2 separate regions of the Bombyx mori genome follow, and region 2 is linked to region 1. The links are chromatin contacts, called in public Hi-C maps. All regions are on one chromosome and are shown on one strand. The core of a region is the stretch at or near the end of the contact, and the rest is flanking DNA. Distances in the headings are between cores, read along the strand shown. Region 1 holds the start of LOC101740695 (inhibitor of growth protein 1). Region 2 holds the start of LOC101745492 (regulator of gene activity).

What was found. Hi-C and Micro-C count contacts between places; a contact is called where the count stands out from the background.
Region 2: a contact with region 1 is called in a Hi-C map of whole pupa, with 2.6 times the contacts expected there. The contact joins the promoter of LOC101745492 here to the promoter of LOC101740695 in region 1. A contact is called at or near these places in 2 of 7 Hi-C or Micro-C datasets (posterior silk gland and whole pupa).

What each region holds. Positions count from the first base shown.
Region 1 is chr7:6,459,182-6,464,110 of ASM3026992v2, reverse strand. LOC101740695 (inhibitor of growth protein 1) reads right to left here and starts at 1,743. Exons shown (of 5, transcript XM_004931249.5): 1 at 1,203-1,743; 2 at 442-648; 3 at 169-357. The coding sequence starts at 1,338.
Region 2 is chr7:7,421,155-7,426,005 of ASM3026992v2, reverse strand. It overlaps LOC101745492 (regulator of gene activity), which reads left to right and starts at 3,030. Exons shown (of 9, transcript XM_021351388.2): 1 at 3,030-3,441. The coding sequence starts at 3,391. LOC732990 (vacuolar ATP synthase subunit E) reads right to left here and starts at 1,921. Exons shown (of 5, transcript NM_001046986.1): 1 at 1,782-1,921; 2 at 1,420-1,595. The coding sequence starts at 1,814.

The sequences.
Region 1 (4,929 bases), core at 494-2,993:
GAGGTTGTTAACCCATCTCAGTAAGAAAATATGGAGGGGAGTCTTTGGTTTAATGAACTTATAGATTTCTGTAATTCAAGGTATTTGAGTAGATACAATATTGAATTTAATTAAAAATTAGTAATAATTAAGAGATTATTAATAAATTATTCAGCATTTGATATCTACCACTGCCTTTTTCCTTCTCAACTTTTTCTTTTTCTTTCTCATTTGTTCTTTCTGGAGGAGGCGGTGGTGCTATGTTTTGATGAGGAGTTGTTAACACACTGGCTTCCTTCTCTGTCTTGGAGAGTACATCTTGAGTTGGAGTCACCTCTTCTTTTGTAGTGCCATTTGTTGTTACTTCTATACAAGATACTGTTGGTAGACCAATAACATATTGTAATTAAATTGATTTACATTAAATAATTACATTTCTATATAAGGCAAAATTTGACTTACATAATTTTTTGTGATCAGAATCAAGTGACCTTTGTTTGTTGTCGATGAGATCTTGTAATATTTGTACAACTTGTAGTTTCTCATCTCCTATCTCTTGTGCAGCAACTAAAACTGTTTGTAGGCGTAGTGCAGCTCTGGTTCGACGGCGTTCCTCTGTGCTTGATCCTATACAAATATTTAGATGCTTTTCTGCCTCACGCAAACATTCTGTTGAAAAAATAAATTTCAATTACAGAACAGCTTTGTGTCCTTCTTCTATCTTGATTTTCAAATGACCGTAGAACTGTATATCATATTATATACGTTGATGACTATAGAATGTTGAGAAACATAATTTTATTAAAGAAATCATTAAAAAATACAAATCATTATTAGTAATTGGATCAAATTGAACTTCTATATTAATAGGGGTTTCTTTAAATTTAAACTTCAGTCTAGTTAATTAGTAAAAAAATCGATTAGTGAGCAAAAGTATTTAACAAATTAGGGGCATGAAGGCAAATTGCAATAACCTCTAAATGCACGAAAAGTGAAACAAACTGAAAATTATTGATAGAAATGTAATTTAAAAACTAAAACCTGGGCTATTTCGGTGCTAAGAACATAAAATATACAAAGGAATGCATACGTAATTAGGTTGAAAGAAAACGTCAACAAAGCTGTTTCGAAACAAATTTACATTTCAAACATATAAATTCAGAATTGAAAAGGGTTTATTAGTTATTGATTTGAAGAAATATAGTAACAAATGTGTGATTTACCCCTATATGTTACGTCAAGCTCCCGCATACGTGATAAATGTCTCTGAAGATCATTTGGAAGGTTTTCTACGCAATCTAAGTAGTTTTCAACATAAGCGGCTGAAAGCAAAGCTTCAGTCGAAGTTTGGTTTAACATTGCTATAGTCTAAATTGACCTTTCATAATAGTAATCAGATAAATTACACTAAAAACACTTCGAAAGCGAATAAGCAAAACAAGTTCACTATATTTAACAACTGAACAGTCCCGTCAAGCATCGTTTGCGTTCGGAAATGTTTCAAATGTTTGTTGATTGTTCCAGGCAGTGACACAAGCTGTTCAGAAACATACTCCCAATGCATACATCACAACCCAATAAAATCTAAATAGATTCTTGAAAATAAAAATGAAATTTTGATTTTAGTTAAATATTTAAAAGAATCATTTTAATTTTTTTATTACTTGTAATAAGTTTACTTATTATTTGTAAAAAGGTAATTAAATTTATTTTCTTTTTGACACACTTGATTTAAGTTAAATTCATAGAGTTTCTATTGTTTTAATAATGAAGAAGTTTTACTGAATAATGAAATTACAAAAAAAAAACGATCATCACACAGAAATAGGCTAAAAATAAAAGTTCCATTTATATAAAACTTATTTTCAGAATTTTTATTCCTATTTTTTCAAATAATTCGGAACATGAGTCGTGAAGTTTTGTGAATAATTGTTTTAATTTGTTAATTTAGTTTTCTTATTAACCGTTTAGCAACTCTGAAACTGCACAGGAGTAGAACAATTGTTATCGAGCAACACTTCCGGCCTCACATAATAAATTATTTACGAACTTAGAAAATATATAGAACTTATTATTCTTATAATATAATTAGTAATTTCATAATCAAGTAAATAAAAACCCCCATTCCGACAGGAGCCCTCTTCTTCGATATAGCGAAGGCGTTCGACAAAGTCTGGCACAACGGTTTGATATACAAACTGTATAACATGGGAGTGCCAGACAGACTCGTGCTCATCATACGAGACTACTTGTCGAACCGTTCGTTCCGATATCGAGTCGAGGGAACGCGTTCCCGGCCCCGTCACGTCACAGCCGGAGTCCCGCAAGGCTCCGCCCTCTCCCCGTTACTATTCAGTTTGTATATCAACGATATACCCCGGTCTCCGGAGACCCATCTGGCGCTCTTCGCCGATGACACCGCCATCTACTACTCGTGTAGGAAGAAGGCGTTGCTTCATCGACGACTTCAGACCGCAGCTACCACCATGGGACAGTGGTTCCGGAAGTGGCGCATCGACATTAACCCCACGAAAAGCACAGCGGTGCTCTTCAAAAGGGGTCGCCCTCCGAACACCACGCTGAGCATCCCTCTCCCGACTAGGCGCGTCAACACCCCCGCCCCCGCCGTTCGCCCAATCACGATGTACGACCAGCCCATACCGTGGGCCCCGAAGGTCAAATATTTAGGCGTCACCCTCGACAGTAGGATGACATTCCGCCCCCACATCAAGACGGTACGCGATCGTGCCGCCTTCATCCTAGGACGTCTCTACCCGATGATATGTAGGCGAAGTAAAATGTCCCTTAGAAATAAGGTGACACTCTACAAAACTTGCATACGCCCCGTCATGACCTATGCAAGTGTAGTGTTCGCTCACGCGGCTCGCATACACTTAAAATCCTTTCAAATTATTCAATCCCGTTTTTGCAGGATAGCCGTCGGAGCCCCGTGGTTCGTCAGGAACGTCGTCCTCCATGACGACCTGGACTTAGAGTCCATCAGTAAGTATCTGCAGTCGGCGTCCATGCGCCACTTCGATAAAGCGGCACGACACGAGAACCCTCTCATCGTGGCCGCCGGTAACTACATTCCCGATCCTGCGGACAGAATGGAAAGCAGTCGACGTCGCCCTAAACACGTCATCTCGGATCCTCCTGATCCACTAACGGTGCTTTTAGGTACTTCAAGCACCGGTCACCGTTCTCGTCGAACCCGTCGCTTGCGACGAAGGGCTCGACGAGTAAATTAACTCTCAGACACAGCCCACTGAGTTTCTCGCCGGATCTTCTCAGTGTGTCGCGTTTCCGATCCGGTGGTAGATTCTGCGAAGCACGACTCTTGCTAGGGTTCGTGTTAGCAACATCGTCAGGTTTGAGCCCCGTGAGCTCACCTACTAAAGTTAAGGCTACGCTGAAATAGCCGCTAGGGCTATCAGCTTTTAAAAAAAAAAAAAAAAAAAAAAAAAAAAAAAAAAAAAAAAAAAAAAAAAAAAAAAAAAAAAAAAAAAAAAAAAAAAAAAAAAAAAAAAAAAAAGTAAATAGTTCATTCATATTTTCTTTATACTTATAATATTTTATTGGCGCTTTCCGCTTGACAGCTTCCGGCGCAATAAGCCTTAATGTTATTTGTTACATAATTCGATATTATTAAATAATAATTGTACGTAAATAATCAGCAGAATAATTAAGATGATCAATGTTTAATATTACCTACTCAGTTTGTATTAAAATAGGTCAAGATGATTGTATAAATACCGACGGTTAGCATATCTCTGTTGCATTCGTATTCTACCCACCGTAACGTGTACTAAAGAGAATATATTATTTCGTGTGGATGTAAATTGTCTCAATTGTCGCCGCCACCCTGGGGATCCGTTTATACAATATTCGTTGGAAGTTGCTTCTCGGATAGAATGCAATAGAAAACCTCCCTCCTGGCTAAGCCTTGCTCGCCCACCTGTCCTGGTGAAAATGGAAAGGCCTCTGGGCAACCAGTAAACCGTCAATCATAAAAAAATAAATACAATAGACATGGCTTGGGTCTTTGTTCTACAATATGGTTTTCGCTTTCTTTGCCTGGTCAATCAAACAAACGTCATTGCGTATGGAGGGCAGAAGTGTGGATTATGGAGGGTTCCCCCATAGTGTGGAGTACCTAGTTGTAGCATAAGAAGTACAATTTTTTTTTTACATGGTATTTTATGACCTGGTAACTAAGACCTTCAAGTGATGTCTTATTTTAATTTATATCTTATTTTTATGAAAAATTATGAAATGAAATGAAGATGACTAATTTGAGACAATAATCAACTGGGATGAAATTAAATGAAATGAAATGACATGGGATGAAATGAGTCGTCTATTATCAAAGGTGGCAATCTGTGCATTTGGACAAAAAAATGTTATTGATATGTCAATACAGATTGATTTGAATATAATCGTCTCCTTCAAAGAATACGGTTCAAAACCTGCATTAAATAAAGGTTAATACTTAACCTGTTATTTATCTAAGATGTCATTCAGAAGAGTTTTGTGACTGCCAATGGAATACAAAGTCAATAATTCGTTTGTCTGATTTACCAATAATTGTCCAAAAGTCACATTGCCGGCTTTGATAATAGTCGACTCAAATATAATTTCAGTAAAATGTTGGTCATTTACTGGATTTTTCAGTGGACTTTTTGGAGGATCCCGAGAAGTTATGTCCAGCGGTTTTGTTTCATTTTCCCACATTTGTGCACTTTCACAGTTATTAAACAGTTAATAAACCACTGTTATTACACATTTAAACCTGAAGAAACACCAAACAGACAAAATAAAACAAATCTCACAACTTCACTCCTCGCGTTCCCATCGCTCCTCGCGTTCATCCGAGTTGGTTAATGTCTCAAATTAATCATCTTCATTTCATTTCACTCTATATTATCATTTTTCATAAAAATAAGAAAA
Region 2 (4,851 bases), core at 1,781-4,280, 960 kb before region 1:
ACGGAACCGAGCGAGCGAGACAGACCGATCTACGCAAAATAAATGAGCAAGCGACACGGAATTATTCCTAGTGATTTTGAACCGTATGCCCTGGCCGCTAGGTACGTTTTTATACCTATGGTACGTCTGAATTTAATATATCAAATACTAAATCAAATTATATTAAGTAAAAAATAAAATTATTATATTATTAAATAAGTCAATCTCTGTCAAGTAATATAACAGTGTATTACAATACAAAGTATGAACACATCACTTAAGTAATGATTCGGGTGTATAGATACAATGTATTCGTCACAGTATCTATTGAACGCACCGAGTAATGTTAAGAGTGATGTGTAATGTTTTCGAGTAATATCACCTGTCTGTAAAAGTGATGTCATATCACATTACATTGAGAAGTGATGTTTTGCGCAAGTCTAATGACTTTGGTTTTTAGTAATTTTTTAATTTGGTATTTTTTTCAAATTTTAATTTTGTTTCTTGTTTTTACTCATTATTATCATAGACAAATGTTTAGAACATTAAATTTTAAGACAAAAAATGCTATGTTAAAAGTGTTTCTAAGATTTTCTTATCAGAACTATCTATCAAGATAGTGAGTTTGTGTAATGACCTTATCATCCATTCAGTGATATAAATACTATTAAGTACATTGCATGGATTTTTAACCTAAAAAGAAATTATATCTGCCCATTTCAATTTTTTTTAAACAAATATTCTGAACTCTACTGTAGATTATTTTGAATTATAATTAAATCTTCATTTATAATGAAGTCATTCCCAGAACAAGAATGTCAAAGTGTTAGTGTTCTGAAAAGATATCATGTTTATCTAAATAATTATATTTTATTATTCCATCCCATTTATCACTTTTATAATCAATTCACACAACCAATGTAAAACTTGAATGTGAAGTTTTTCTCTAAATGTGGTTGTCTAAATTTTATAACTACTAGTTATACTGGATAGAATTAATTGAATTTTTTTCATCTTTTCATTGATGATTTTATTTAAATGTAATTGCATCACAATATTTTATGTTTTTAAAGTGATGCTTCTTTTTTACTGTTTAAGGCTCTGCATGAAGAGATTGATAGCTAGTGGTCACGATCACCCATGTCAATCAAAAATGTCATTTACATTATATTATTATGTATTAGTTACTCTATAAAAAGTCACATTAAATCTCATTATTGTTTCATTTTTACTATTCGTAATTTCTAATTTTTTAGATTATTTGATAATTCTATTCTGTTTGAAATTTTGTGACTTTTCTATTGTAACACCTAATACATATTGAATGTTCAATTTGAGAAATCGTAATAGTCGTAATCAATACTGCTTGGTCACATGATTGTTCGTTCGTATGTTCTTTGAGTATGCATAAGGTTGTATGTTAGTTTTACGGAAACCTACATCTTCTTCTGAAGTTCAACCTGCTTCTCCTTCTTTTCATAGTATTCCATAATCTTGAGACGTTGCTGCTGGACAAGACGGCCCTTTTCGATGTTGAACTCCTCCTCGGCCTTCGCATCGATTTCTTCGGCCTTTTCGTTGGCCTCTTGTTCGATGAAGGCCATCATGTGCTTGATCTGAATTGAAAAATATAAACATTCTGATCAAAAATACGGAGTATAATGCTCAAAAACATGAAGTCCAGTCGAGGCAGTCTTATGAGTTGTCGAAATTACAATGGCACATCCCGATCAATGATCGTGACATATAATCCTTAAAATACTTGATTTTGTAGATAAATCAGTTTTGTTTATAACAAATACCTGTTTCTGAACATCTGCATCGCTGAGCGCCATGGCTGCTGCTTATTTTTAACACCACTAACACGAAAAACGGCCGATATAGAGCCAGAAAATTAATGACTGGCTCGGGGAAAGAAGTCTACGCCTATCAGACGTGCTTCTTTATTGAACAATCATATGATCTTAGTGTTGCCAAAAAGTATTGATCAGACATAGACAATTTTTTCTGAAATATTCAGAATATGAATCAATATATACATCTCGATCCTTCTTTGCTCGATGTCGGTAAGTGAAAAGGATATAAGAACTAGGTCGGCAGAGGCCGTATTCTGGTCGCTAGTCATAAAGCACGCAGAAAAACTTTTTGATTTTGTTCTATTTATGTAAATAAGATATAATAAACTTTTTTTAGCTATTATAAAATTTTTGGAATCAGATAGCGTTCCCATGTTTGCCGCCAGAGGCACTGTTTCCACTACATACAAATTTGAGATCTTTTACGCAATTGAGAAGTTAAAAAACTTGCACTAAGCACACCGAAGGACCGTCTTCTGACCGTTGTCGAAACTTTGTTAAATCTGCAATAACAGCAATGTGCACCCGATCCTTAAATATTTTCGTTAATGTTTTGAAATGAAATCCACAATTTAACTGCTGTTGTAAATTGTGAATTTGAACTAGGTAAAATGTATTTTTAACGATTTTCTACCCATCTGTACCAACGCCAGTGGTGGGCGAGCTCACAGACCTCTACCTGAAAGAAATTGTTAACACTGCTCTGGCTTCGCTGAATCTACTACCAGTTAAGAATCAAGATTCAATGAGAAACTCAGTGAGTGTCATAGGGGTTCAGTACTCTCAGTTAAGCTTCGATTTTACGACGCTAGTGGAGGGTACTTGAGACTGGGTTGAAGAAGGCCGAAGGCCTGGATCGAATAAGGCAACGACGATTGTTCGTTGTCATCATATAGGTCGGGAATGTAATTTACGGCGGCTACGATAAGAGGGCTATTACGCCGTGCAGCTTCCTCAAAGAAAGGTTCTGATGTTCTCTTCAAATATTAACGAATCGCTTCTAAATCCAAGTATTCGTGAAGATCTGAATCTTATACACCGTATACATTTTCCTTGTTTAAAATTTTCATTTTCTAATGTAAGATTTAGAAAAGGACGAAGAATCAAATATTTGCTATATATACCTAGTTAAATTTCATTAGATTGTAGTCTACGTAATGTGTGCGTAGATTGCTTTCAGACGCCATCCAATCTGCCGGAAATGTTGTATTCACAGTGATACAGAAAACACCTCAGGGAAGATAATAGATGTCTGACTCGAACTCGTTTTCAGTTATGTTTAAAATATTTTTTGGTTGGGTTTTATTATAATGAGACCGTCCGATCCATTCATCTGTTCACCTATCGGAATCATTAGGAAAGATGAATGATCCACCAAGCTTCCGGCACTTTGCAGGAATAGTTTAGTTTTAGACAAGGGAGGTGGGTAGTTTATAATTTTCAAATAATGGTTGTGAAGTTTAGATTATTTAAAAAATAAGGCTTTAAGTTAAAAAATAATTGTTTTAATCCTAATTTAGAGATTTTTTAAAGTAATTCTGAACAAAGATAAGAAATGAAGAAACGAAGTTCTACGAGGCACAGTAGCCAAACTCATGAAGATCAGGTTTGCTACTTATAGTTATGCTGTAGAGTCTTATAAAACTCTCAAATACACGTTTAAGCACAGTATTATGTACAGTATTACAGGTTTATGTACAGTAACGATGCTACGGATTGCACTAGTATGGGTAGTATAGTAATGTAAATTAAATAATTTTATTGTAAATTCTTAAAAATATTAGTATAAATTTTAAATGACAGATCTATAATAAAGAGACAAAACGATTTATACTATTTAAACTATTTAATAAAATTGTCAAAACTATTTTTATTTTTTAACAAACTAATTCATACGGCCTGGTTTTGAAGCTTTTTGATAATTTCCGTCTGCTTCTTCAACCTTTTAACAATATGGCCGCCTGTTGTTTAGGGTAATGTGGCGTTCAGCGAAATCGTATGAAAATTTTAAAACATTTATCAGTGACGTAAAGATGTATCAAGTTTACAGTGTTTTATAGCAGCGTTTTACGCGAAGACAGTTTTATGTACCATTTATATTGGTGTTTAAAATTTTGAATGCACAAAAAACATCAAAATTGGACAGTCAACAAATCTTGTTTATTACATCGAAGCGGAAATATTTATCTTGGCAGAGTATACGCGATTATGAACCATTCTTATTCTTTATAAAATAGTTGAACAAGGACTGATAATAGGTAAATATTGACAACGTTCTCAAAGTGAGCCCAACAACATCACAACAAAAATTGTCGCCATTGTTTGACAGGGGCAACTAAGCCATTTACTGATCTTTAATACATTCTCCATATCCTCTCTACTGTATAATATGCTCAACTGAAAACAGTTTTGTGATGCTCTTCAACTATCATCTCTCTCATACGTCATGCATACACTTAACCAAAGTTTAAATTAATAATAAGCAGCATGCAATTCCATATATAGTTAAGTATTCCTTCTACTTTCTCTTTCACATTTCCAACTACTTTACAACCGATTACTCCATGATTTAAATATTAGTTTTATTTATATTATATATTTATAGCCCATATTCCATAGAGTTGAGTCACACAAAATTGATCTCTTTTGTCTCAAACTTGATAACAAATTTTCTGATTTACAACAAACATTGTATTCAGAGGTTCTGCACATATTGGCACAGAATTTAACTGCTTTTCCGTTTAATATAACCATTGTGTCAACATACTGTAATTACTTGTGCAAAATACTTAAATTGTGAAAATTATTCTTATAAATGAACTCTAAAATCACAATACGAACCAGATACTGATAATGTAAGAGCAATAAAAATTATATCTGCTTATAAAATTGGAACACGATTTAAATATTTGAAATTGTAAATGAAATAGGCATGAATCTGAATAAATTTTATTCTACATCAACTTCGTCTCACACTTCCTTGACAATACCTCTGTAAAATTATTAAATATGTCCA